2 separate regions of the Sus scrofa genome follow, and region 1 is linked to region 2. The links are chromatin contacts, called in public HiChIP or PLAC-seq maps. All regions are on one chromosome and are shown on one strand. The core of a region is the stretch at or near the end of the contact, and the rest is flanking DNA. Distances in the headings are between cores, read along the strand shown.

Region 1 (5,696 bases), core at 2,099-4,598, 82 kb before region 2:
GGTTAACTCTGGAATTCCCGGGTTGTATCTACACTGGCCCGCACTGCTAAGCAAATGCCTACACTTTCAAGCTCACTCAGGCTGCCCCACATCCATCCCGGAGCCCAAGGCCCTCTGACACAGTGAAGAGACAGACACACAGTGCTCCGCCTCTGCACAGACACCGCCTCTCGGGTGAAAGGCCCCCACATTCCTTAAAAAAGTCACAATCCTATCTTCCCTTTGGAGAAACAAGGCGAATAACAATAAAACAGTATGTGTGCCCTTGGCCTTTCTTCTAACTCCGCACCAGTGGCACTGACACAAGTGCAAAATTCAGGTCTGTGACTTGGGAGTTTGAATGTCACAGTCCTTTCTAAAAAATAACAGTGATCCACCCATGAGGGTCTGGTTCCCACCACCAGCCTGCCGCCTCTGGCCTGAGCAGCCTCAGCCCAGGAAGCAAAGCCCCGCCGTAGGGCCCTGATGCTTTCTGGACCCTCTGCTGCAGGTGGCCATCAGGGCAAGTGCTCGGATTCCTCATATCTTCCTTTTGTTTTCTTCATAAAGTCCCCAGTCCAGGAGTCATCACTGAGTCAAGGTTTTGGTGCCTGGGATGGGCCAGCTCACCAATCCCCTTGAGGAAGGCTAGCTTGACCGGCCCACATCCACAGGGGAGCACAAAGCATCACCAACCCACGCATGGGCTTCTCCATAGCTCCCTTCCACAATGGGCACTCTAGGCTGGCACAGCACTTGGAGCTGTATTTTAACTTTAAAAAGTAATTTCTAGTATCAGAAGGTGGTTTGTGGAAGAGAGACACGTTAAACCTAAAAAAAACTTCTAAAATTTTTTTTAAATCTCCTGAACATTGTGTAATAAAACCGTAAAACATCAACAACCCATTTTCTACCAACAGGTATGCATTACTTTAATGATACAAAGAAGAACAGGAAATGAAAGAATAACAGCAGTGCCCATGACTGGTCACCTTTATAACGAAAGTTTTGAAAATGTGCACACAGCGACATGGATGCAACTAGAGATTCTCATACTAAGTGAAGTAAGAAAGAGAAAGACAAATACCATATAACTCATAGGTGGAATCTAAAATGTGGCACAAGTGAACCTCCTACAAAACAGAAACAGACTCACAGACATAGAGAACAGATTTGTGGTTGCCAAGAAGGAGCGGGGCAGCAGGATGGACTGAAGGTTTGGGGTTAGTAGATGCAAACTATTCCATTTAGAATGGATAAGCAACGAGGTCCTACTATACAGCACAGGGAACTATATCCAGTCTCCTGAGATAGACCATGATAGAAGATAATATGAGAAAAAGAATGTATATATGTATGTATGACTGCATCACTTTCCTGTACAGCAGAAATTGACACATCATAAATCAACTATAATTTAATTTTAAAAAATTTTAAAAAGGAGTTCCCATCGTGGCGTAGAGGAAAGGAATCCAACTAGGAACCATGAGGTTTCGTGTTCGATCCCTGGCCTCACTCAGTGGGTTAAGGATCAGGCACTACCGTGAGCTGTGGTGTAGGTCACAGACGCGGCTCGGATCTGGCATTGCTGTGACTCTGGCGTAGGCCAGCAGCTACAGCTCTGATTAGATCCCTAGCCTGGGAACCTCCATATGCCGTGGGTGCGGCCCTAAAAGGACAAAAAGACAAAAAATAAATCAATAAAAAATTTAAAAAAGGACAGTGTACACACACACACACAAAGAAATAAACGCAAACAGGCTTGAAAAGCCTCAAGTTGGGAAGCGTGAGGATCTCTGAAGAGCCTGAGTTGGTAAAAAGGGGGTGTGATGGTTGGGGACTGGTGGTGGACAAGTAGGTCCTTTGCCAGCTCTCCCAGGCCTTACTGCTCAAGGTCATCACATGTCACACAGGAGTCCCAGGCCATGCCCAGCACTGGCCCTGCCCCACACCTGCAGAAAGAAACCAGGCTGCAGCTCTCAGACCCGTCACGTCTACCTGGACCCGAACGCCACTCTGTACTGCAAAGCTCCCAGAACACCCCCCACCCCACTTCTTTCTAAACTACACTTCCAGGAGGCCCATCATCTTACATCACGTGTGTTCCCCTTCTGTCCCATTTCACTCCGCTAACGTTTCTACCTGTGAAAACTACATATAACACCTAAAATCAGGAAACCATGAAAGTCTACACCTGACTTTAAAGAGTCCCTCACTGAGTCACCTGAGTGCAGATGTGGCCACTAAATCATATCCCAGGCCAATCAAGGAAGCATTGTGACAGCTTAAGGGATGAATTATATTTTAAAATTGTACAAAGAGCACACCTCACCTTTCCTTGATAACAAAAGTTATTTCCTATAAAACAGATGTTCAAAATACATTTCTAAGCAAGAATTGAACCTGGAGGGACATAACTAACTCCTGCACAAAATCCAGAACATTGACAGTATTTTCCTTTTGTGGCTTAACCAAAGAAAACCTAAAAATCCATTGTTTTGTGTTAATGAGAATTTTTACTACTAGTAACTGAAATGAATATTACACTGCACCAAATATGTCTGCTGCTTTCTCAGAATGTACACATCCTATTAAGAGCTAGAACATTTACTCAGATTTTTAAGTAACAACTGAGGGTCTCCCAGAGGGAAGAAGTGTTGCCAGGCTTGCCAGGTGGGGTTCAGTAAGGCACCTGCGACCACTGGTCGTACACCTGCTTCAGTTTCTGCAGCAATGATGGGGGGGTGGGCGGTGAGAGCAAACACGCACAGGGTTTTAAAGTAGCAAATAAATATTTTCACCCTAAGGTGGGCCTCAGACTTTTGCCTTTATAAGAAAATATAAAATTCTGGTCCCCACCCAAACACCCCAAGTTGCTATTCCTCCAGCAGCTTCACGGGGTCGAGCTGATCCAGACTCCAGGCCCGGGCCTGGGATCCCTCCTGCACACTCCTGACAGCCGGTGGGGTCTCGCCGCGGTTCGCGTTATCGCCGACGTCACCTGCACTGTCTGCGCCCGGGGGCAGGGAGCACCCCGAGAGGCCCTGGCACCGTCCCGCAAAGCCCCGGGACGGGCGGGCAGCCCGGACTCCACGGAGCAGCAGGATTTGGCCGGTTCGGGGGGAGTTGGGCAGAAGTGCAACTTTGGAAGGAAAAAAGAAATCTCCGAGTCTCCGCGATAGGCTCGCTGGAGGGGCCGATCAAGGACTACCATCCATTCCCAGCCCGCTCTCACCCCGCAGGACCCCTCTCCGCCCCCAGACCATCCCGTGTCCGCACTTACCCTGCAGCCCGGACGGGACCCCAGTCTGCCGTCCCTCCGAGCGCCCCTCTCCCGCCCCGCGTCCGCCGCCCAGGGATGCTCCCCTGCCCCCCCCACCAAGGAGACAGCCCACCTTCACGCCGTGATTGGCCGAACTGGACGGTACCCGGAGCCCATTGGTTCCCACACCCGCCCGTTCCTCGGCCGCGCTCCGCCCACGCGCCCGCGCATTCCTGCGGAGCCACGTGGCCGCCCGGGCCCCCTCCTTCAGCCCAACGCCCGGCGCCGCTGCGCACGCGTAGGCAGGGGGTGCTCCGCGGGACCCCAGTACCGCAGACATTTCCAGGTGGAGCTCTGAGAATGCGGACCCTTGGGTAGGGGGCGCCAGGCAGACCACACCCCCAGCTCCCCCCCACCCCCTCCATGTCCCCAGAGCATCCACCCCTTCCCTCGCAAGCTGGCCATGCCTGCAGGGGCGTTCCTGGCTGCTCGGAAGGTCAGCTGCTCTCAGACCCGCCAAGTCTTGGGAGTTTGGAAATGGAATGATTTCACACATAAGCTTGCGTGCTTTTTGAAAGTGCTTATTTTTCCCGGCACCTTTCCAGTGAACATGGGTTCTAGAATTGCGTATCTTGTAAGAACCAGAAAGTAAGTGATGCTGTAAGAGGGAAGCTTCCCGCTGCGTTCTGCCCTTGGAGTGGTATTACAGATTATCCTAAAAAAGATAATTGGGAGTTCCCTTCGTGGCTCAGCGGTTAGCGAACCCGGCTAGCATCCATGAGGACACGGGTCCGATCCCTGGCCTTGCCCAGTGGGTTAAGGATCTGGCCTTACCTTGAGCTGTGGTGTAGTTCGCAGATGCAGCTCTGATCCAGTGTTGCTGTGGCTGTGGGGTAGGCCAGAGGCTACAGCTCCGATTAGAGCCCTAGCCTGGGAACTTCCATGTTCCAAGTGCCCCGGAAAGACCAAAAAAAAAAAGATAGTTGGGCCTAAAAAACATCCTTATACTCTGAGCCTATTTGAGGTTAAAAGTCTACACACATGCTTCGTTCCTTCCAAGCTGAACAAGAATTCCTTTCTGTGCTGTTGCAGTTGTTTGCCTGGAGCATGTTATTGTTATAATTTCTCTTACAGGACAAAACATGAGACAAAGCATCTTTAACAAGAATTCAGACCAAGGAGTTCCCATTCTGGCTCGGCGGGTTAAGAACCCGACTAGTATCCATGAGAATCCAGGTCCCATCCCTGGCAGAGCTCAGTGGGTTCAGGATCTGGTGTTGCCGCAAGGTGCAAAGTGTGGCATATGAGGCAGGTGCCGCTCGGATCTGGTGTGGCTGTGGCTGTGGCGTAGGCCAGTGGCTCCAATTCCACCCCTAGCCTGGGAACTTCCATGTGCTGCAGGTGCGGCCTAAAAAGAAAAAAAAAATAGAAGAAGAATACAAACTGAACAAAGAATGTTGTCTGTTACCTGGTCAACAAGGTAAACAGTCACACCCTTGGCTCTTCTCCTGTCTCCTGTCCAAATCTCTCAATCATATAAATAATTTATTGTCAGAATTTTAGAACTGCCAGACATCTTTAAGACCTAGGTGCCTTCATGAGGTTTCTAGGAGAAAGACAACGCAACTAAATGTCACAGAGTGAATTCAAACATTGACTGCAAAGCCCCATGCCTTGTAAAGTTCTTTCCCTGCAAACTGTGATTAATGTAAATCATAGTAACATGCAAAGTCTACAATTGTTGGGAAATAATCAATAGTAGATAAAGCAATATTTTAGCAATGTTTTATTGTTAGTACTTGCTAATTTTATGGACTGAGCTGGGGTTTTTTTCTTTTTCTTTTTACAGGCCCACCTGTAGCATGTGGAAGTTCCCAGGCTAGGGGTCAAGTAGGAGCTATGCCACAGCCACAGCAACACAGGATCCAAGCTGCATCTGCGACCTTGCTACAGCCTGTGGCAATGCCAGATCTTTAACCCTTATCCTCACAGAGACAACGCCGGGTCCTCAACTCACTAAGCCACAGCAGGAACTCCTGAGCTATTTTTAAATATTATTTCAGGAGTTCTTTGGTGGCTCAGCAGGTTAAGGATCCAGCATTGTCACTGCTGTGGCTCTGGTAGCTACTATGGTGTGGGTTCGATCTTTTCTGCCTGCCACAGGTGTAGCCAAATAAATGAATAAATACTATTTCAGACCCACCTTAGAGCACACTTGACGATACTAAAGCCTGAGTCAATTGAAGAAGATACTTCCTCTTGGTGACTTTAATATCAGAAAAAAATATTGTGGGTCCTTTCCTCTAGGGGTCTTTGAATAGCTTATTCAAAGTTCTCCTACCAAATTTTCCTAATAGTCATGGTGGCCAGAGGTAGAAGGGCCAAGGGAATTAGTTTTAGTTCACCACACAACAAGATCTGGATACTTGTTAGTTTCTGATCCAGTAGAGCAGAA
Region 2 (5,985 bases), core at 2,052-4,551:
GCTGCAGGTCTGCCTGTTTTCCCATACTGTGGAGTCTGCCCAGGCCAGGACTGCCTCTGGGCTCCTGCTTCACTACCCTGGAGCACCCAGGTGCCCAGGCATGACCTCTAGCCCCCCTGCTGAAGGTCCTGGGACTAAGGAGGGGCGGTGTAGTGGCCTCCTTGTCCTACACCAGGCACACCTGAATGCCTGCAAGGGGCTTCCTGTGTGCTGCAGGTAGTTTTTTATTTTTTTGCTTTTTAGGGCCACACCTGCAACATATGGAAGTTCCTGGGCTAAGAGCTGAATTGGAACTGCAGCTGCTGGCAACACTAGATCCAAGCCACATCTGTGACCTATACCGAAGCTCACGGTAACGCCAGATCCACTGAGGGAGACCAGGGATTGAACCCACATTGTCATGGATACTAGTCAGGTTATTTACCACTGAACCACAACAGGAATTCCTGGATTTAAATGTCAGTCAGGAGTTGCCATCATGGCTCAGCGGCTAACTCTAGAGGCGGCTCAGATCCCGTGTTGCTGTGGCTGTGCTGTAGGCCAGCAGCTGTAGCTACAATTCGACACCTAGCCTGGGAACTGCCACATGCCACAGGTGCAGGTCTAAAAAGACAAAAATTAATTAATGTCAGATTAAAAAAAAATTCTGATTATCTTGGAGATAAACCCTGAAAAAGGACCAGCACACACCCTGCTTCTCCATCTCCCCTCCTTGACTGCCCTGCCTTCCATTAAGCAGCACAAGGGGTCCTGGGGGTGCAGCAGGGGGGCTGGGAGGGGAAGGAAAGTGGAAAAGCGAGGCTGCACACAAGGGCCCACTCACCAGCCTGCGGCTGCACAGGACGTGGGAGAAACTAGGACACGGACACCCAATCTGGGTCTGCCTGCTTCTGAAGTGTGTGCTTGAGATGAGGGTGGAAGGATGGGATGCAGAGCCAAGGACCAAGGGGGGAGGGCAGCAGGCGTGGTGCAAGCATTCCAGGCAGTAATGGGGGACTTGCTCCCAGGACCCAGAAATCCAGGACGAAACACCAGCCTTTCAAATTCTCCCCACAGAGAAAGCTTCAGCCTGGCTTCTGGGTCCACAACACTTCAAGGTAACCTTCCTGAAGAGTTAACCTTTTAGTGTCTTATCTAGAGAAAGAAATGCAGATGGATTAAGGTCCAACACTGCAACAAAGACTCAGGTGAGCCAGAGCAGAAGCAGGGACACCCCACCACCACCACCCCAGGGCCATCAAGAAACAGAAACAACTCCCTATAAAAACCCAACACTTGTCACCCTTTAAACCCTATAAACACGCCCTATTCCCATCTGTTTTAATCCTCCTGGTTACACCCCTTCCTACACCGCTGCAGCACAGAGGTTCTGGGTCTGACCTGTCCCCATGGGTCTCCGGGACACAGGAGTGAGCTGATCCACCTGAGGCATGAGGGGACAGGGCCAGGCCTTGGGTGGGGGCTCTTCAGGGACGAGCGGAGGCGCTGTTGCCTTGGACTAGGTGGCACCCCCAGGGTGAGCCAGGCCCTGCTCTGGATGCAGCACAGACTAGGTGGGAGGGCAGAGCCCCAGTGCCCACTCCCCTTGACCAGACCCCTCTCCTTCCCTGGCACAGGGTACCCTGGGGTCACCCTGTCCTGCTGCTGCAGGCTTGCCTCCCCCCAGTCCCCAGACTGAGGGCTTCTTGTCACCTGGGGCCACTGTTGCCTTCCCTGACACGGCCGCAGACCCATGAGCACTGATGACGCTGTTCCTTCAATCCTGGTGGCTTCGAAGCTCACCATCCCAGTACCTCGGAGGTCGAGGTAGAGGAACTGTGGCCATGAGGGAGGTGATTCCCTGGGGGGCGGGGGGGGAGGCCTTGTCCCCTGACTCCCCACGTCCCATTTTCTATAAGATCTATTTACAAAAACTTCCTCTCATTCTTTTTTGTATAAGGTTTAGTGGCTTCTATTGCACCAGACCAGGCGATTTTTTTGAAATTTATTAGAGTGTCAGCCCCGGCACTACAGTAGCCAGGCAGTAGGGTCCCCAGGATGTGACCCTGGCCACCAGGGCCCCCCAGCTCTGACAAAGAAGCATCTATGAGCACCTTCTGATCACTGGTGGCTAAACTGATACAAAAGTTGGAAATATTGCCCAAAAAAGAGGAGAACTCATGCTGTTTTATGTCATGCTGAATTGCTGCTTACAAACCCCTGAGGGTTCACTTGACTTTCCAGGAGAGACAACAGTGAGACAGGCCCAGACTTCAGTCTATGAGGTTAACCTGGCAACACTGACAAGACACAAAAGCTCTCCTCTTGGCCCAAAGAAGGTAAAATCCCAAAGGCTGTGGCTCATTGCTCTCCAGTGGCATCCCTGCTCAGTCAGATAATGCAAACTGACATGTGCTCCTTATCAGCTGGACAGATGTTTCTAACATTTTGAGAGTTACACTTCGTCAGTTCAAAAAGATTTTTTCCAAGATTAAAGAAACAACATGCTCAATAAACAAAATTCAGAAAATATAAACCAGCATAAAAATACAAAATTCAAACCTAGTAATCCTCCTACCCAGCTCTAAACACTATTACTATATTGGGGGGGCGGGGTGCTGGGTCAATCCTCTTGCCAAATGTGAGCTTTTACGTTTTTTTTCTTCTTCATGAAAAACATACACGCTGCCTTTCGCCTAATTCTTTTCAGCATGATGTTCACAGTTCTCTTGTAAACCCTCTTCTCGAGGGAGTCTGTGCACAGACCACTCTGCAGTGAACATCTCTGAAGTCACCCCAGGAACTTACTGCTCAGCTCTAATAATCAGGGATAAGACGCTCGTTGACCAGTCCCTCAGCGTGCAAGACCTGGACTCTCGGAAGGGGCTGAGCTCCCAGGTGGACCAGCCGGCTGCACCCCTGCTACCGGGGCCCGGACTGGCTCCCACTCCGCTCGGATCGAGCCCCCACGCGGCTCATCGGTACACGGGCGGAACTGGCCTCTGCTCCACCGCTCACCTGTCGACGGAGCGCCAGACCGACCTGAACCTGCCCGGCTCACCTGCAGACGGCGTGACCCGCCCCCTGCCCCGCTCACCTGCGGACCGGGCGGCCGGACCGGTCCACGGCCCACAGTCAGCCCAGGCCTCCAAGCACCGCAGGCCAGACGTGGTCACGCGGGGCTCCTCCGCGCGAGGACGCGGGGTTCTGCGGTCCAAGATGAGGAGCAGACAAGACTCACACACCCACCAGCGCCCAGCGTCCACCTGCACAAAGATGGGTCACGACCCGCGCCCAAGCCGCCGCGCATGCGCATTCGGGATGGGGAAAAACGCACCGCGGCCGGACGCTACCAAGGGCGCAGCCGCGGGGGGGGGAGTGGGCTGTACCATACCGGGGGGGGCGCGGGCTGTACTGTGGGAGGGGGGCCGGATCTGCACTCGCCGCCCCTCCTCACTGGCCTGTACCGTGAGCTGGCCCGGGACTTACCCCTCCCGTCCCAGGTCGACCCTTCCGGAGCGGTGCTAAACCAGGAAGGAGTCTTCCGAGTCCACCCAGAGCTCGCGGGGGTCCCGGGGCCCCCAGGTTCGGCGACGCCTCTGAACTCACCGCCCGCGGGGACGACCCTGCGGAGGACCCTAGGAGACCCCACGGAGCCCCCTGAAAGCTCGGCTGCCAAGGTCCGCGGGAGGCCGCCCTTTCCCGGCGGTGACATTGGTCCAACCCAGCCCGCACCTCTGCAGAGGCCAGCCCAGGGCCACGGAACGAGCCTCAGGTGCAGTTTCGCTTCCTGCCCCTGTCAGCCTTGCTCCCACCACGCCAACCCTGCGCTCAGAATCCGCATTTGTGAACCGGAAAGGATCACAACGCCGGCTGGTACGGTGGGAGGATTCCGCATTAGCACCCGGAGCAGGCTGCGTGGCTCACCTGTCTGCAGAGTGTAAAAAAGGCCTTAGCTGTTTGACAGCTTGTGAAGCGCGTACTGTGGGCGGTGCAGTCAGGCCTTGCCAGCCCCCCTGGGGTAGCCCATAGCCCATGTGCAGGGCACCCGCGAGGTGCCGCTGGGGTCCTAGAGTTCACTAGTGGGTGTAGGTGCCAGGATCCAGACAGCCAGGAGCACCCTCTCCAGGCCTGACTCAGAGAGCCCGGGGCTCCACATCCACCAGCTGAAACTACCTGCTTGAGCTCCGACCTCAGGTGTGAAGAGTAGATGCAGACCTGACCCCAGGCCAGCCTAATGCTCACGTGTCCCTACAGCCTGCCCTCCCCTGATCTCACCCTGAATCTTCTTTCTTTCCTGAACTTATCACCGCTGGACACTTTGTATTTTCATGGGTTTGTTTTAGCTATTTTCTGTGTCCTCTGATTAAAATGTTAGCAGCATGGGAGGAGAATGTGGTCCTGTCACTCCTGTATCCCCAGCACTTGGGAATGTGCCTGTCACTCCTGTATCCCCAGCACTTGGGAATCACCCATGATTCACACACATCTGCTGAAAATACGGGAAATCACATGGAAAGCCTTCTTTCCTCCCTACACCCACCCTGGTGTAGGGAGACCATATGAGAGACACACAGTAAATGTACTGAGTTGGATTAAAAACGACAGCTCTGGAGACTCACTCTTGTTTTGTGTTGCTTCCCCTTCCCAAAGTCTCCCAGTGGTGAAGAGAATTTGAGGATGAAATAAGATGTTTAAATTATCAACACCTCTTGAAAACAAAGTATCAACAATGATTGTATCTTCTGATTTTCTGATTCTCATCAAGGTTCAGCTAAATCCTGAGTCTCCTGTAGAAACAGAGATCTGGTGCTCAAGGTGCTGCCACTTCCCCAGTCATTGCCCTCACTCTTGGTGTCCTCTGTGCATGCTGTGACCAGGTCCGCCTTTCAAATGAGGAACTGGGCTCAGAAAGGTGAAGTGGTGACCTGATTAGCATGCTGGCAGTAAATTTCTCAGCTTAGGTTAAGATGTTCAAGGACTGTATTTTTCTGCTATGCTACTTTTATTTTTATTTTCTTTTATTGTCTTTTTAGGGCCACACCTGCGGCATATGGACGTTCCCAGGCTAGGGGTCTAATCAGAGCTGCAGCTGCCGGCCTACGCCACAGCCACAGCCACACCAGATCTGAGCCACGTCTGTGACCACCTCTCAAGGCAACACAGGATCCTTAACCCACTGAGCAACGCCAGAGATCGAATCCGCATCCTCATGGATACTAGTTGGGTTTGTTAACCACTGAGCCATGACAGGAACTCCCTGCTCTGCTACCTTTAAAATATGTGATGAAAGCAATCATTTTTTCAAAAATTACAGGTATAACTGGTGATCAATAACCCAATGGAACGGAGAAGACTCTGAATGAAATGCACCCCGATTCCTGCTTTGAGCACCCAAAATGAGGCACCTGTGTTTGCAACCTGGTCGCTGACCTCCTGAGTCACCTGGCCAGGGCTCTGTCCCCTCCTCTTCCAGGCCTTCCTGACAGCGAGGTCACTCCATGTTGCTGCCGCCAAGCTGAGCCCTCTCAGTAGGCAGCTCACTCACACCTCAGCTGTACGGGCCCGTACTTCGTAGATAAGGAAATGGAGGTTCCTGTGAGTAAGGTTAAGTGACTCCTGCTTCCTGCTTCCTACAGATGCTCAAGAGGAGCCTGAGCTATGGAATTCTACACCTGAGGTCTTGGAGAAGAGGATTGAATGCACATTTTAGAGGAAGTGGCCAGGGATGGCATCTTTTTTTCTGATTATACAAGCAATACATGGAGTTCCTGTCCTGGCTTAGTGGTTAATGAATCCAACTAGGAACCATGAGGTTGCAGGTTCGATCCCTGACCTTGCTCAGTGGGGTAAGGATCCAGCATTGCCGTGAGCTGTGGTGGCTCGAATCCTGCATTGCTGTGCCTCTGGCATAAGCCAGCGGCTACAGCTCCAATTAGACCCCTAGCATCTCCATATGCTGTGGGAGCGGCCCTAGAAAAGGCAAAAAGACAAAAAAAAGAAAAA

Evidence for each region. HiChIP or PLAC-seq counts read pairs in DNA pulled down with a chosen protein or histone mark.
Region 1: an H3K27ac HiChIP or PLAC-seq map of skeletal muscle shows a contact between it and region 2, with 2.8 times the contacts expected there. The contact joins the promoter of ARHGEF10 here to the promoter of CLN8 in region 2. A contact is called at or near these places in 1 of 5 promoter capture datasets (fetal liver), 3 of 47 Hi-C or Micro-C datasets (embryonic fibroblasts, fetal heart ventricle and fibroblasts) and 1 of 2 datasets of contacts at active chromatin or transcription factors (skeletal muscle).

What each region holds. Positions count from the first base shown.
Region 1 is chr15:33,367,745-33,373,440 of Sscrofa11.1, reverse strand. It overlaps ARHGEF10 (rho guanine nucleotide exchange factor 10), which reads right to left and starts at 3,348. Exons shown (of 30, transcript XM_021076496.1): 1 at 3,263-3,348.
Region 2 is chr15:33,285,611-33,291,595 of Sscrofa11.1, reverse strand. It overlaps CLN8 (CLN8, transmembrane ER and ERGIC protein), which reads right to left and starts at 3,301. Exons shown (of 3, transcript NM_001244565.1): 1 at 3,077-3,301. It overlaps LOC110257074 (splicing factor, proline- and glutamine-rich-like), which reads left to right and starts at 3,268. Exons shown (of 2, transcript XM_021075674.1): 1 at 3,268-3,754; 2 at 5,619-5,822. The coding sequence starts at 3,288. The coding sequence ends at 5,637.